Linked DNA regions of Pan troglodytes: region 2 is linked to region 1. A link is a contact called in public Hi-C data. All regions are on one chromosome and are shown on one strand. The core of a region is the stretch at or near the end of the contact, and the rest is flanking DNA. Distances in the headings are between cores, read along the strand shown.

What was found. A called contact is a pair of places that touch in the nucleus more often than the background predicts.
Region 2: a contact with region 1 is called in a Hi-C map of stem cell-derived neural progenitor cells, with 2.3 times the contacts expected there. The contact joins the promoter of ZNF513 here to the promoter of GPN1 in region 1. A contact is called at or near these places in 1 of 7 Hi-C or Micro-C datasets (stem cell-derived neural progenitor cells) and 1 of 1 datasets of contacts at active chromatin or transcription factors (stem cell-derived excitatory neurons).

The regions. Positions count from the first base shown.
Region 1 is chr12:95,226,348-95,233,706 of NHGRI_mPanTro3-v2.0_pri, forward strand. It overlaps GPN1 (GPN-loop GTPase 1), which reads right to left and starts at 4,834. Exons shown (of 14, transcript XM_525723.8): 1 at 4,586-4,834; 2 at 3,797-3,890; 3 at 2,679-2,718; 4 at 1,845-1,911; 5 at 1,076-1,113. The coding sequence starts at 4,834. CCDC121 (coiled-coil domain containing 121) reads left to right here and starts at 4,673. Exons shown (of 2, transcript XM_009442208.4): 1 at 4,673-5,366; 2 at 5,832-7,359. The coding sequence starts at 4,993. The coding sequence ends at 6,786.
Region 2 is chr12:95,469,172-95,476,530 of NHGRI_mPanTro3-v2.0_pri, forward strand. It overlaps ZNF513 (zinc finger protein 513), which reads left to right and starts at 4,414. Exons shown (of 4, transcript NM_001280181.2): 1 at 4,414-4,662; 2 at 4,886-5,041; 3 at 6,084-6,671; 4 at 6,767-7,359. The coding sequence starts at 4,608. It overlaps PPM1G (protein phosphatase, Mg2+/Mn2+ dependent 1G), which reads left to right. Exons shown (of 10, transcript NM_001246455.1): 5 at 59-474; 6 at 1,055-1,195; 7 at 1,539-1,773; 8 at 2,520-2,649; 9 at 2,897-2,999; 10 at 3,320-3,928. The coding sequence ends at 3,526.

The DNA of each region.
Region 1 (7,359 bases), core at 3,584-6,083:
CAGCACTTTGGGAGGTTAAGCCGGGCAGATCACTTGAGGTTAGGAGTTTGAGACCAGTCTGGCCAACATGGTGAAACCCCATCTCTACTAAAAATACAAAAATTAGTCAGGCGTGGTGGCAGGCCACCTGTAATCCCAGCTACTCAGGAGGCTGAGGCAGGAGGATCGCTTGAACTCGGGATGCAAAGATTGCAGTGAGCCAAGATCACACCACTGCACTCCAGCCTAGGCAATAGAGCGAGACTCCATCCCAAAAATACAAAAATACAAAAATTAGCCAGGTGTGGTGGCTCACACCTGTAGTCCCAGCTACTTGGGAGGCTGAGGTGGGAGGATCACCTGAGCCAGGGAGGTGGAAGTTACAGTGAGCTGAGATCACTACACTGTACTCCAGCCTAGGCGACAGAGCAAGACCCTGTCTCAAAACAAAACAAAAGCTACCTCTAGTACCCCATTTTTGTAAAAGCACTTTTATCCATTCATCCTTCTATCTGTGTATATAGAAATGTGGAATGCTAGTCGCTGAATGATGATGTTACTTCTAGTGGGAATCAGGGTGATGGTTTCATCTTATAAATATCATGCATGGTTTGAATTTTTATAAAACAATAAATTATCTTTTTTAAAAAAAGTAAACCTTGAACAACAGCTAACTGGGTAATGGCCATAAGAACAAATATTTCCTATTTTGACACTCTGTAAATTAAAAAATTTTCTCTGAACCATGTAGACTATATTCATTTAAATAAGAATTAGAAAGGTATTTCAGATACTTTAATGACAACAAGCATGGTTTCCCAAGAGAAGGCAGGTGGACAACTGAATTGGGACAAAGTCTCAAAAGAGCTCCTAAGAAGCCATGTAAATTGGGGATCAAAGTAATTGAGGATGAAATGATATTAAATTTAGCTCTATATTCTAAAGCATCTTAATGATTTGCCAATTTTTTTTTCACTCCTAATGGTTTCATCTCAATCTATATTCTTTCAGAGGCTGATGGTATCCCAGATCCTCCATGAAGCCTAGAAATATGTCAGCTACAGAGTAATAAATGGATGTTACTGACATCACTTACTTGGACATGTTCTGGGCCTTCTCAATAAATTTCATCACCTAAAAGAAAAAGATGTCAATGACAACAAATTCCGATTTCAACACAAAATCACAGAGCCCTCTCCAGGGTGGCATACCTCACAGGCAATATCACCTACTGAATCCCTCAATCACCTACTGAACATTTGCAATCTTAGGACAAGAAAGAATAAACAGGCTGAACTAAAGCAACACAGCCACATCAGCAGCACTCCAATACCATCTTGGGGCACAATCCAAGGATCTGAGAAGCTGAAGACTTTGATCTGTCAATGTCAAGTCGTATCTCTTGTCAAAATGTTAACAGCCTGTCTCATGGCCTAACATCAGAGTATAAAAACCAGTGATTATAAAACACTCTTATGGAAGTAGGTGACAAAGAAAACCTAAAGAATGACAAATATTTATCACAAGTGAAATGCCCCATCATCTTTCCATTCCATGACTGCTAGTCCATCCCACTCCCAAATACCCCCATCCCAGCTTCGGGGTAATACCACAGGCAAAGAACAGGTCAAGAAAATAACCCAGGTCTTTTGGATTTTTATTAGCTGTCACAAATATTAAATTTGAAGTGTCTGACCATACTGATCACCTTCTCATAGTCTACTTCTCTGTCTGACAAAATGCCTACTTATTTTCTATATTTATGCTCACGTTTGCTGCTCTTCTTTACCAATGTGATCAAGCTAAGGAATTTAAGAGTCACAGATTTTTACACAACCATATTAATATACTAAAGACAGATATACCTGATCAAATCTGGTAGCAAAGAGATTGAGTGAGGTCACTATGCCGCCATTGGGTCCAAGTCCATATCTAGACACCAAGTTGAGGACTGAAATCGCTTATAGATTAGATTATAAAGTTCATACCTAGGCTATCATTCACACAAACAGCATTATGAAATTAGTGTTCCATTAATGGATACTGGCAACCTAATCCTTGACTACCATACAAACTTAACCACACAGGGAAACAGTCATTATCAAGGTCTGGCTCACTCATTTGATTTTAGGAATGGTCAGGCAAAATGAAGAAAACAAAGTGACCAAAATGTAATACAGGTGCATCAGGCAGTGACAGCCCACTGGCATTGGTCATTAAAGCCACCTGTATAACACCTCCGGCTCTGATCCTCATAAATAAATCAAGCAATCTGCTGATTATGATTAGTCTTCCTACTTAGACTTGCCTACGGAGAGAGTACACATTTCATACAGCAATTTACTAAGAGTTAATCCAACTAAACTCACTCATTTCTGAGTTTCCCAGTCTAAAGAGGTGGTGACCAACAGATGATCCTCCAAGGCAAAATACTACCTTGTGGGACCCAGGTAGCTGTCAGTTATCCTATCATACTCTCTGCTCTTTAATTACAACAGCCTGCCATCTGGGGAGATGGTAAGAAAACTAAAATCTCAAGCTGAAATAGTATTTCTGATCACCTACCTCTCCCACAATCAGCTTCCATCCTTTTGCTTGTATATTTCACAAGGAAAAGGCAAAAACACTCTTTTAAGCCACAAAATACACAGACAAGAAGCCAGGAATGAGTCAAGACCAAAGTAGATGGAAAAGGATACTGTTTCATTACTTCTTTATACTTTACAGTGTCACGAATATCTGAGGAGAAAAAAAAAGAATTAACTGGAATGTAATACATACACATTCCCTACCACCAGGAAAGTAAAACTGGCCTTCTAGCCTTCTCCTGTCAGCATTCTCTTCTACCACCTCCACTTTCACACTGGTTTCCTTCCTTACAAAGAATAAATGCCAAGTAAATCATGAAGAATGTTAGGCCTAGGAGCTCTAAAGTTGTGGCAAAGAGTTTTGTCTCCACAAAGTGCAAAGTTTCATGCAACTTAAACATGCCTAGAAAAAGGGAGGCAAAAATCAAGGGGGAAAAAAATGCTTCTTACTAATTGCCTATTACTGACAAAGGCAACGCAACGGCAATGCAGACATGATTTTTTAAAAGGAGTTAGGCTGGGCACAGTGGCTCACACCTATAATCCCAGCACTTTGGGAGGCCAAGGCAGGAGGATTACTTGAGCCCAGGAGTTCAAGACCAGCCTGGGCAACATAGAGAGGCCTTGTCTCTCCAAACAAAACAAAACTAGCCCAGCATAGTGGCAGGAGGCTGAGGTGGGAGGATCACTTGAGCCTGGGATGTTGAGGCTGCAGTGACCTGTGAATCACGCCACTGCACTCTGGCCTGGGTGACAGCGACTCTGTCTAAAAAAAAAAAAAAAAAAAAAAAAAAACCTAAGCTGTTTAGGAACGCAAGCAAATCCAAAGGAAATGAAAGTAGATAGTTTAGAAAACATGAAAAAAGAAGGCACTGAAGACTGGTAGGCTGGAGGCTTTACAGAGTCTCACTCTATTGACCAGGCTGGAGTGCAGTGGCACGATCTTGGCTCCCTGCAACCTCTGCCACCTGGGTTCAAGCAATTCTCCTGCCTCAGCCTCCCGAGTAGCTGGAATTACAGGTGCCTGCCACCGTGCCTGGCTAATTTTTTGTATTTTTAGTAGAAATGGGGTTTCACCATCTTGGCCAGGCTGGTCTTGAAATCCTGACCTCGTGATCTACCTGCCTCGGCCTCCCAAAGTGCTGAGATTACAGCCGTGAGCCACCACGCCTGGCCTTTTCCATTCTCTTTAAAGCACTGCACACAAGTTATGTTACTGGTTTACTCACCAATATTGGCAGGAAAGGGAACTTCATGTACTGCTGGATCCAGGTTGATCACATACGGTGGAGTGCCTTGGGCATGCAGGTGTCCTGTGAGCCTCTGCAGAGATATGGGGAGAGGGTTGGAAGGAGACAAAGAGGGGACAAGAGAGAACTTCCATTCCTTTAACACCCATGCCTTAAGAATATTGCACTTAGATTTTCTTCTACCTGAAATATCCACCATGTCCACCTCCAAGATACAACTCTCAGTTCAAATGCTACCTTTCTTCATCACCCATCTAACAAAGCTTCCCCTACTCGTAGTCACTTGTTTACTTGTTTTGATTCTTCGTATGTGGGTTTTCTCTATCTCCTCCATTAAATATTTGGCCCCATGAATGAATCTTGTCAACCTCATTTTCGCTATATCCCCAGTGAATGGAACATGACAGGCGTGCAAGAAATATTTGGCAAATCTTCACCAAAACCTGTGTGCTAGCACTGTATTAATCTTTAAAGTTACTTGTAACTTGCCTCCGAGAAACGCAATTTTATCAGCAAGACAATTCCTGTACAACGTGGTAAGCTGGACCGAGTATGCCCTGAAGGTGCGCAGAAGAGAGCCTTAATTAACCTGGCTAGGGCCCGAGGAGGCTTTGCCGGGGAAGGAACTAAAGTTGATGGGAAGCCCCCGAAAGCCATGCGCCGGTACCCTCCAAATCCTGGAAGACCTCCCTCCCTTTCTTCCTGGCCTTCCGCCTGCCGGAGGCAACCTTTTGCGCTCCCCTACTACACCCATGCTGTGTACGTCACCTGTACAAAAGTGGTTTTCCCGGATCCCGCCATTCCCAACACCAACAGACACACTGGGTGCTGCGGACCCCCAGAAGCCTGGGGCTCAGCGGCAGCTGCGGACGCCGCCATCTTCCTCCTGGCCCCACCCACCCGACCATAGAGACACCGCATGGGTAGAGAAACTTCCGCAATGTTCTGGGCTGCGAACGAAAACCACCACAGCGTCAGAAAGGAGCGGGTGAAGGGGCGCGGCGGTTGCCAGGGCATCTTCTTAGCGTCGGGCAGGGCTGGTGAGTCAACTAGTGACAGTGGCGAGGAAGTGGGGGCGCTGAGCAAGCGAGAGGAAGGCTGAAGGGAGCTAGGAAAAGGGCGCTGATCTCTGCAGCCTGGGAGGGCTTTTGTCTCCCGGAGGAAGGCCAGAAGAGATGGGGTCCCGAGGGCAGGGCTCACACAGCAAGGAAACGAGGAGCATGCCTGTCATTTTGAGCCCACAGAGAACGGGGAGCGGAGCCACTGGAGGACCGGCTGCTCGGGCTTATTCGGTAGCCGAGGCGGTTAAACAGTTCAGGGCTGGACCAGCCGGGACTGGAGCAGGGTGCAGTCTCCAGGGTTGCTGGGCAGCACCGAGACCCTTTGAGCACCGAAAGAATAAACTACGGGAGCTTTCCACACTTGCACATTGTTGCCGCGAGTTGCAGACGCAGGTTCCTGATGCTAGCGCTCATTCCTTGGCAGTCACCCTCAGTGAACTACACAGTTGCCGTGACCTTCAGGATGAATGCTTGGATTCCAGGTGCAAGTAGGTACTGGAGGGGAGCTTCCTCGTCACTGAAGGTCCCTCAGAAACTCAGGAAAGATGATGAAAGAGCCTAGAAAATTATTTCTACTCCTGACCAACCAGTCTGTTTCTGTGACCCTTTGTAGCTGCGAACAGTGTTCAGTAAGTCATAAGATCTGGCTTTAATACCCAGGCTCTGCCACTTGCTAGTGGTGTGAGTCATGGGCAAGTCACTTAAACTCTCTGAACCTGTTTTCTCCTTTTTTAAAACTGAGGTAATACCTCCCAGGGTTGTAGTGAATGCACGTTGTAAATGACGAGCTACATTCCTCATCCTTTACCACTAGCTGGATTCCCCACACCTTGCATAATGTCTGGAACATTCTGGTGCTCAGAAATATTCTCTTGTATGAATGAAGGACAGTTGTGCACTTACTTCCTAAAGTTTCATTAACTGACAGAGGAATGTCTCGTTTGTTCTTTCAGGTTTGCTGAGGGCCCCAGAAGGCTCCTTCCACCGTATCATAGTCTAATAAATAATTTTGTCAAGCCAGAGAAGCTAACAAAGGTAGAGACAAGGCTTAAAGAAAAGATAGTGGCGGAAATGACGGATCTGAACAAGCATATAAAACAAGCTCAAACCCAGCGGAAACAGCTACTGGAGGAATCCAGGGAGCTACACCGAGAAAAGTTACTTGTCCAGGCTGAAAACAGATTCTTTCTGGAATACCTGACTAACAAAACTGAAGAGTACACAGAGCAACCTGAGAAGGTATGGAACAGCTATTTACAAAAAAGTGGAGAGATTGAACGAAGAAGACAAGAATCAGCCTCCAGATATGCAGAACAAATTTCAGTGCTTAAAACAGCGCTCTTGCAAAAGGAAAATATCCAATCCAGTTTGAAGCGGAAGTTGCAGGCAATGAGGGACATTGCTATATTAAAGGAAAAGCAGGAGAAAGAAATACAGACATTACAGGAGGAGACAAATAAAGTCCAAGCTGAGACAGCTTCAAAGACTCGGGAAGTACAGGCCCAGCTCCTCCAGGAGAAAAGATTACTGGAGAAACAACTGAGCGAGCCAGACAGGAGGCTACTGGGAAAGAGAAAAAGAAGAGAGCTTAATATGAAGGCCCAGGCCTTGAAGTTGGCAGCAAAGCGGTTTATTTTTGAATACTCCTGTGGCATCAACAGAGAGAACCAGCAGTTCAAGAAGGAATTACTGCAGCTAATTGAGCAAGCCCAGAAACTAACGGCTACTCAAAACCACTTAGAAAACAGGAAGCAGCAGCTGCAGCAGGAACAGTGGTATCTGGAGTCCTTAATCCAGGCGAGGCAGAGACTGCAAGGAAGTCATAATCAGTGCCTAAATAGACAGGATGTTCCAAAGACCACACCCAGTCTTCCCCAAGGCACCAAATCAAGGATTAATCCAAAGTAACTTCTAAAATAACACTGATTAAATAAGAACTGGAGCAAGTACTCTTAAGTGCTACATTAACCTGGTTAGAAAGGCTTTTGGATTCCAGATTGCTATTGTAAAATCTCCATCATGATGTGTTGGAGTGAAGGATTAGATGGTTTTATCCAACAGTCCTACTAGATATTTGGTAACCAGCTTCCCTTAACTAGCTTTTTCTTTAAATACTCTTGTTAATAAGCTATTCCACAAACCTCCAGTTAACCTAACACATGACCCTAACCTAGCCATTTACATCAAACTAGCTAAAGGAAACCAACCTAAGGAAGTGAAAACAGTTGTGATTTATTTCATCTAGCTAAATTGTATTTCTTTATAGAGAAAGTACCTTTAAGGATAGCATTCCAAATAGACTTCAAATAGCGTTCTGCTCAGTAAATAACCAGTATCAGTTTATCCTCATTCCTTTTGACCAACTTAGCAGACAAAAGCAGTTTTTACAAGCTCTTTGTGAGTTTGTGCCAGTGACCAGGTAGCTCCTAGTTTTCTCATGAGTGAAAAAGCATTCTGATAACAGCAAGTCCAGTAAGTGCT
Region 2 (7,359 bases), core at 3,164-5,663, 240 kb after region 1:
GGGACGGATCCCATGAGGAGTCTGGCATGGGGGCTCTGATTTAGCCTCTTCCCTGCAGTGGACAATGAGGAGGCTGCACTGCTGCATGAAGAGGCTACCATGACTATTGAAGAGCTGCTGACACGCTACGGGCAGAACTGTCACAAGGGCCCTCCCCACAGCAAATCTGGAGGTGGGACAGGCGAGGAACCAGGGTCCCAGGGCCTCAATGGGGAGGCAGGACCTGAGGACTCAACTAGGGAAACTCCTTCACAAGAAAATGGCCCCACAGCCAAGGCCTACACAGGCTTTTCCTCCAACTCGGAACGTGGGACTGAGGCAGGCCAAGTTGGTGAGCCTGGCATTCCCACTGGTGAGGCTGGGCCTTCCTGCTCTTCAGCCTCTGACAAGCTGCCTCGAGTTGCTAAGTCCAAGTTCTTTGAGGACAGTGAGGATGAGTCAGATGAGGCGGAGGAAGAAGAGGAAGACAGTGAGGTAAGGGCCCGTGAGGGCAGGCAGATGCTGAAGTTGCAGAGAGGTCCTGTTTGGTTGCCGTCTGTAGTTTTCAACTCTCTTTCCTTCTCCTATTTTGACATCATCCCCCAAGACCCACTGTATTCTAAGCTTTAGTCTTGAATTCATTGAGCTCCATCATCACAGGTACCATTTGCCTTCTTACCTCTTCCTTTGTTGATACTATAACAAGGAGATCTAGTTCTGGCTTTTCAGAGTCTGTCTCCTAGAGAGAGAACAAGGAGACAGTTGTTACCTTGGCTAGTTGACTGTTTTCTTCTCTGGAAAATTTATTTTCTGGCCACAGTGCCTGAAAGATACTTTTGGCTGGCAGCCCTTGCCTTGTCCTGGGCTTTTTGCTAGTGACTGCTAAGCCCAGTTCAGGATGTCAGTTGTACTCATGCTAGCCCTTTCCATCCCCCCAATTTTCATGACCATATACTTGTATCTTTCAGTGTTTTGAGGACCTGTGTTCAGTCAGGACCTCTTGATTCTGAGTATGAGCTGTGGGGAGGGAGGGGATCATCCCAGTCTCAGCAGTCTGGGATCCTCCCCCTGGCAGGAATGCAGCGAGGAAGAGGATGGCTACAGCAGTGAGGAGGCAGAGAATGAGGAAGATGAGGATGACACCGAGGAGGCTGAAGAGGACGATGAAGAAGAAGAAGAAGAGATGATGGTGCCAGGGATGGAAGGCAAAGAGGAGGTGTGTGGGGAAGGGGAGCAATGAGTCTTGAAAAGCCACAAGGCAGGTGTGAGTCCCCTAATTTTGATTTTGAGACAGGGGATCCCCCTGATACTTTAGGATGGAAGTAATAGTCATGGGGATTTATTCTGCAAGGGGAATGAGCCTTTGGGGTTGAATTATCTAAAAACAAGGGAGAGGGAGTGTGCTGCCGTCTCTAGAAAGATGAAATGTGTGCTTCTCCTGTTTGTTAAAGCTCTTTTGGGGGTCCCAGTGAAAGCAAGCATAGGTGAACGATCAGGAGCACATCAGTGAGGAACGCATGTTCAGAAGCCCCCATGATGCTCCTTTTCTTCCTCTTAAGCCTGGCTCTGACAGTGGTACAACAGCGGTGGTGGCCCTGATACGAGGGAAGCAGTTGATTGTAGCCAACGCAGGAGACTCTCGCTGTGTGGTATCTGAGGCTGGCAAAGCTTTAGACATGTCCTATGATCACAAACCAGAGGATGAAGTAGAACTAGCACGCATCAAGAATGCTGGTGGCAAGGTCACCATGGATGGGCGAGTCAACGGGGGCCTCAACCTCTCCAGAGCCATTGGTAAGGGCCAAGAAACTGGGAAAGACTTCTAGGGTCTTTCTCTCTGTCCCAGACTACCTAGTAGCAAACTTTAATCTTCCTAGTGCTTGTGCCTTTCAAAGCACTTTAATATCTACTACCTCTGTTCTTATATTCCTGTGAAATAACTAAGATGGGTAGAGGTATCATTATACCCATCTTATGTAACATTTGAATGATGAAAAAGACCTGTGAGTGCCGGGCGTGGAGGCTCACGCCTGTAATCCCAGCACTTTGGGAGGCTGAGGCGGGTGGATCGCCTGAGGTCAGGAGTTCGAGGCCAGCCTGGCCAACATGGTGAAACCCCATCTCTACTAAAAAAAAAAAAAAATACAAAAATTAGCTGGGCATGGTTGCGCAAGCCTGTAATCCCAGCTACTCAGGAGGCTGAGGCAGGAGAAGCGCTTGAATCCGGGAGGCGGAGGTTGTAGTGAGCCGAGATCGTGCCATTACACTCCAGCCTGGGCTACAAGAGCGAAACTCCGTCTCAAAAAAAAAAAAAAAAAAAAAAGATTTAAAATAAAAAGACCAGTGAGTGACTTTCTTAAGGTTCAGCAGTCTGGTGGCAGGGTTGAAACTAGAAAAACTAGGACTTAGGACTCAGTTCCCCATTCCACTAGATTATGGAACTTAGTAAAGAAGGGAAATGAATGGCAAGGTTTGACCTGCCACAAACACAAGTCTGTGGGAAGTATCCAAACTGCTCATCAACCATTCCTTTACTCCAGGGGACCACTTCTATAAGAGAAACAAGAACCTGCCACCTGAGGAACAGATGATTTCAGCCCTTCCTGACATCAAGGTGCTGACTCTCACTGACGACCATGAATTCATGGTCATTGCCTGTGATGGCATCTGGTGAGCACTGGCAGAATGCCCTAAACTCCCCTTTCTGCAGCATGTCTTCTCTTATAGGGCTCAGGGCACCTCTAGGATTAGAGCCTAGGCAGATCTAGACCTCTTGGTGGGTGAAGAGCACCCAGACTAAGGCAGAGCTGAGAATTTCTGTAGTTATTTACACTGGCCTGGGCCACCACCTCTGTCCATACTCCTCTACTCTGCCTTAGTGAGACTGGAAGATTCTGACTGTTGTTCTCGACCCCAGGAATGTGATGAGCAGCCAGGAAGTTGTAGATTTCATTCAATCAAAGATCAGCCAGCGTGATGAAAATGGGGAGCTTCGGTTATTGTCATCCATTGTGGAAGAGGTGAGTACCAGGGTGGAGAAGAGAGGGTGTCTGGTCTGCACAGCCAGGGTTCACTCTTTTCATCTGAGCTAAGTCGGCAATCTGGGAGCATTATCATTAATTGCTGACAGACGCTAAACCCCGACTCCAAAGTTCCACCTTCTGTCATTTCCCTGACTTAGCCTTATGCCTTATGGACTAGCAGGTGGGCCGTTTTGTGATACCTCTTGCCCATTCCTCTCCTACCACCCTGACTCAGCAAGCCAGCCCTCTTTTGGGACTGTAGATTCCTGGCAAGGTGTTCAAACCCTGTGGCTGAGCTACCCCCATCCCTTTCTTAGCTGCTGGATCAGTGCCTGGCACCAGACACTTCTGGGGATGGTACAGGGTGTGACAACATGACCTGCATCATCATTTGCTTCAAGCCCCGAAACACAGCAGAGCTCCAGCCAGAGAGTGGCAAGCGAAAACTAGAGGAGGTGCTCTCTACTGAGGGGGCTGAAGAAAATGGCAACAGCGACAAGAAGAAGAAGGCCAAGCGGGACTAGCAGTCATCCAGACCCCTGCCCACCTAGACTGTTTTCTGAGCCCTCCGGACCTGAGACTGAGTTTTGTCTTTTTCCTTTAGCCTTAGCAGTGGGTATGAGGTGTGCAGGGGGAGCTGGGTGGCTTCACTCCGCCCATTCCAAAGAGGGCTCTCCCTCCACACTGCAGCCGGGAGCCTCTGCTGTCCTCCCCAGCCGCCTCTGCTCCTCGGGCTCATCACCGGTTCTGTGCCTGTGCTCTGTTGTGTTGGAGGGAAGGACTGGCGGTTCTGGTTTTTACTCTGTGAACACTTTATTTAAGGACATTCTTTTTTATTGGCGGCTCCATGGCCCTCGGCCGCTTGCACCCGCTCTCTGTTGTACACTTTCAATCAACACTTTTTCAGACTAAAGGCCAAAACCTAATCGTACGCATCGTGTCGTTTTTTTTCTGCTGCCGTGGCCCCCGACTTGGCCCCATCTGTAGCATCTGGCGAGCCCCCATGTGAGTGTGTGCGTGTGCTCGTGTGTGCCCTGCGCGTGTATAGGGGAGCCCAGAGCGAGCTGCTGGCAGGCCGGCCTGGCGGGCGTCGCGGCTGCCCCTCGCCCCCTCCTGCAGCCAGAAATGATCTAGTTCCCCCAGGGACAGGTCGGAACCGGTCTGGCTGGCCTGAAGCCTGAAGCCTGGAGTCGGGCAGGACGCCTCCTGCGCTGCTCCCTGGCCGGCTCCCCCCGGCCACTGATTGGCTTGCTCCCCGCCTCGTCAAAATCACTTCCCGGTCACGCCATTGAGGCTCCCGCCGCGGCCGCTTCCCACGGACTACGCGTCCCGTGCGTCTCTGCGGCGGCGGAAGCGGAAGCGAGTACGGAGGTACCAGCTGGTCTCCGTAGGGGGGTAGGGGGCTCCATGAATGGAAGCGGCGGCGGCGGCGGGAGCGGCCTGAGCTGGGCGCCGGGGCCAGGGCCGGGGGCTGCCCAGGGCCCGCGCCGCTGCATGGGGGCGGCCCGCGGGCCCTGAGAGGAAGGGCAGACGGGCGGGCCGAGATAGGAGGGGCGGGGTCGGGCGGCCGCAGGCCGGAGGCGCGTCGGGCTGGAGCCGGTCACGATGCCCCGAAGGAAGCAAAGCCACCCGCAGCCCGTGAAATGCGAGGGGGTCAAAGGTCAGGGGTCAGGGGCCTTGAGGGGAGAGGAGCGGGGGTGGGGTCAGTGGAGTGGGCTCAGGTCAGGGTGGAGGGAGACTCCTGAGGGATGAAGTGGGCGATCCAGACTCCTAGCTTCCCACCGAGGCACTAAGGGAATCAGAGTGGGTCAGCGAGTACGGGAAGTGTGGTCCACGAGGGCTGGTCCCTGAGGGAGAATCCACAAGCCCCCTCCCCTCTTCAGTGGATACTGAAGACTCCCTCGACGAAGGACCCGGGGCCCTGGTATTGGAGAGTGATTTGCTACTAGGCCAGGATCTGGAGTTTGAGGAGGAAGAGGAAGAGGAGGAAGGCGACGGCAACAGTGACCAGCTCATGGGCTTCGAGAGAGACTCGGAAGGTGGGTTTTCGGGTCTTGGTTAAGGATTAGCGGCCGCTGGAGACCCCAGCCCTTCAGGAGGCAGGTTAGGTGAACAGAACACCATTTCCTGCCACAACCGAGGGCTGGTTTAGTTTACATTTGAGCTAGATGACTTCATTTGTTTAATGGTCCAATCACTTCCATCACTTTGTTGAGGTGAAGTTCTGAGGCCTGGTCAAAGGTGATAGGAATAGGAGGGTGGGTGAATCACATGGAGCAACTGATTAAAAGTAAATGCCCTGTCCCTCTCCCTAGCCCATTCCTTATGTGTATTTACTTTTAAGAGAGGTTCAGGGAAGCAAACTCTCTGTGAATCATTCAACCCAGTATTTAGGTCTAATCTAACTCCCTTTCACCTGCAGCGTAAGCTCCTTTTGTATTGAGAGGTTTTAGTTTCTGTCTTTATCCTTCCATGTCCCTCTTCCCTGTGATCTTAGCATCACCCTACCCTAATTTGCTGCACTACCCATCCACTTATGCAAGATGTTTTTTGAAAGTCATTGAGGGGATCCATGTAAATATCAATCTGTTCTTTAGGCAGGCAAGTGGTATTACATGCATTACTTCCATTGTCTCCACTTCCCTCCAAATTTTGCCTCAGAGATAGGTTTTATCTTATATCAGCTCCTTACTAAAAGGGGCCTTAGCAATAGAGCTTAGAAAAAGGTCTTGGGGGCTCTCTCCCTTTCGTATTTTTACTTTCTTGTCTCAAGAATTAATTTCATTATGGATTCATTTCAGTCTGTGATCCACTGTGAGCCCTTGATCCTTGACCATTGAGTGAAACTAGATACAGGTCAATTCTACCATCACTAGATTAGTCCAGTGTAAGAGGTAGACAATTCATGTTGAATTTTCTGGAATTACTGCAGGGGAGACCTTGATTCCTAGGAGGGAACTAAAGGGATCATCAAAGCTAAGGGTGGAGCCAAGCAAGTGGGGAGACCATAAGTGAAAAGGGGAGAGTTTGGAGCCTGATCCTACCCTATGCTGATGTCTCTTTTTATGTCTATTTCACCAGGAGACTCTCTGGGGGCCAGGCCTGGGCTTCCCTATGGGCTGAGCGACGATGAGTCTGGGGGCGGCCGGGCGCTAAGTGCGGAGAGTGAAGTTGAGGAGCCAGCCAGGGGTCCAGGGGAGGCCAGGGGTGAGAGGCCAGGCCCAGCCTGCCAGCTGTGTGGGGGGCCGACAGGTGAGGGGCCGTGTTGTGGGGCAGGAGGGCCGGGTGGGGGGCCCCTGCTGCCCCCACGGCTACTGTACTCATGCCGCCTCTGCACCTTCGTGTCCCACTACTCGAGCCACCTGAAGCGGCACATGCAGACACACAGCGGAGAGAAGCCGTTCCGCTGTGGCCGCTGCCCCTACGCCTCAGCCCAGCTCGTCAACCTGACACGACATACCCGCACCCACACTGGCGAGAAGCCCTACCGCTGTCCCCACTGCCCCTTTGCCTGCAGCAGCCTGGGCAACCTGAGGCGGCATCAGCGTACCCACGCAGGGCCCCCCACTCCTCCCTGCCCGACCTGTGGCTTCCGCTGCTGTGCTCCACGACCAGCCCGGCCTCCCAGTCCCACAGAGCAGGAGGGGGCGGTGCCCCGGCGACCTGAAGGTAAGACACACCAGGGACCAAAGATCTTGGGACATGGGTGGCTGGCCCTAGGAATGCTTGGATTGGATTCATAGCCCAGGTCTTTGTCCCCACAGATGCTCTGCTCCTTCCAGATTTGAGCCTCCATGTGCCACCAGGTGGTGCCAGTTTCCTGCCAGACTGTGGGCAGCTGCGGGGTGAAGGGGAGGGCCTCTGCGGGACTGGATCAGAACCACTGCCAGAGCTGCTATTCCCTTGGACCTGCCGGGGCTGTGGACAAGAGCTGGAGGAGGGTGAGGGTAGTCGGCTGGGATCTGCCATGTGTGGGCGCTGCATGCGAGGAGAGGCTGGAGGGGGTGCCAGTGGGGGGCCCCAGGGCCCCAGTGACAAAGGCTTTGCCTGTAGCCTCTGCCCCTTTGCCACTCACTATCCCAACCACCTGGCCCGGCACATGAAGACACACAGTGGTGAGAAGCCCTTCCGCTGCGCCCGCTGTCCTTATGCCTCTGCTCATCTGGATAACCTGAAACGGCACCAGCGCGTCCATACAGGAGAGAAGCCCTACAAGTGCCCCCTCTGCCCTTATGCCTGTGGCAATCTGGCCAACCTCAAGCGTCATGGTCGCATCCACTCTGGTGACAAACCTTTTCGGTGTAGCCTTTGCAACTACAGCTGCAACCAGAGCATGAACCTCAAACGTCACATGCTG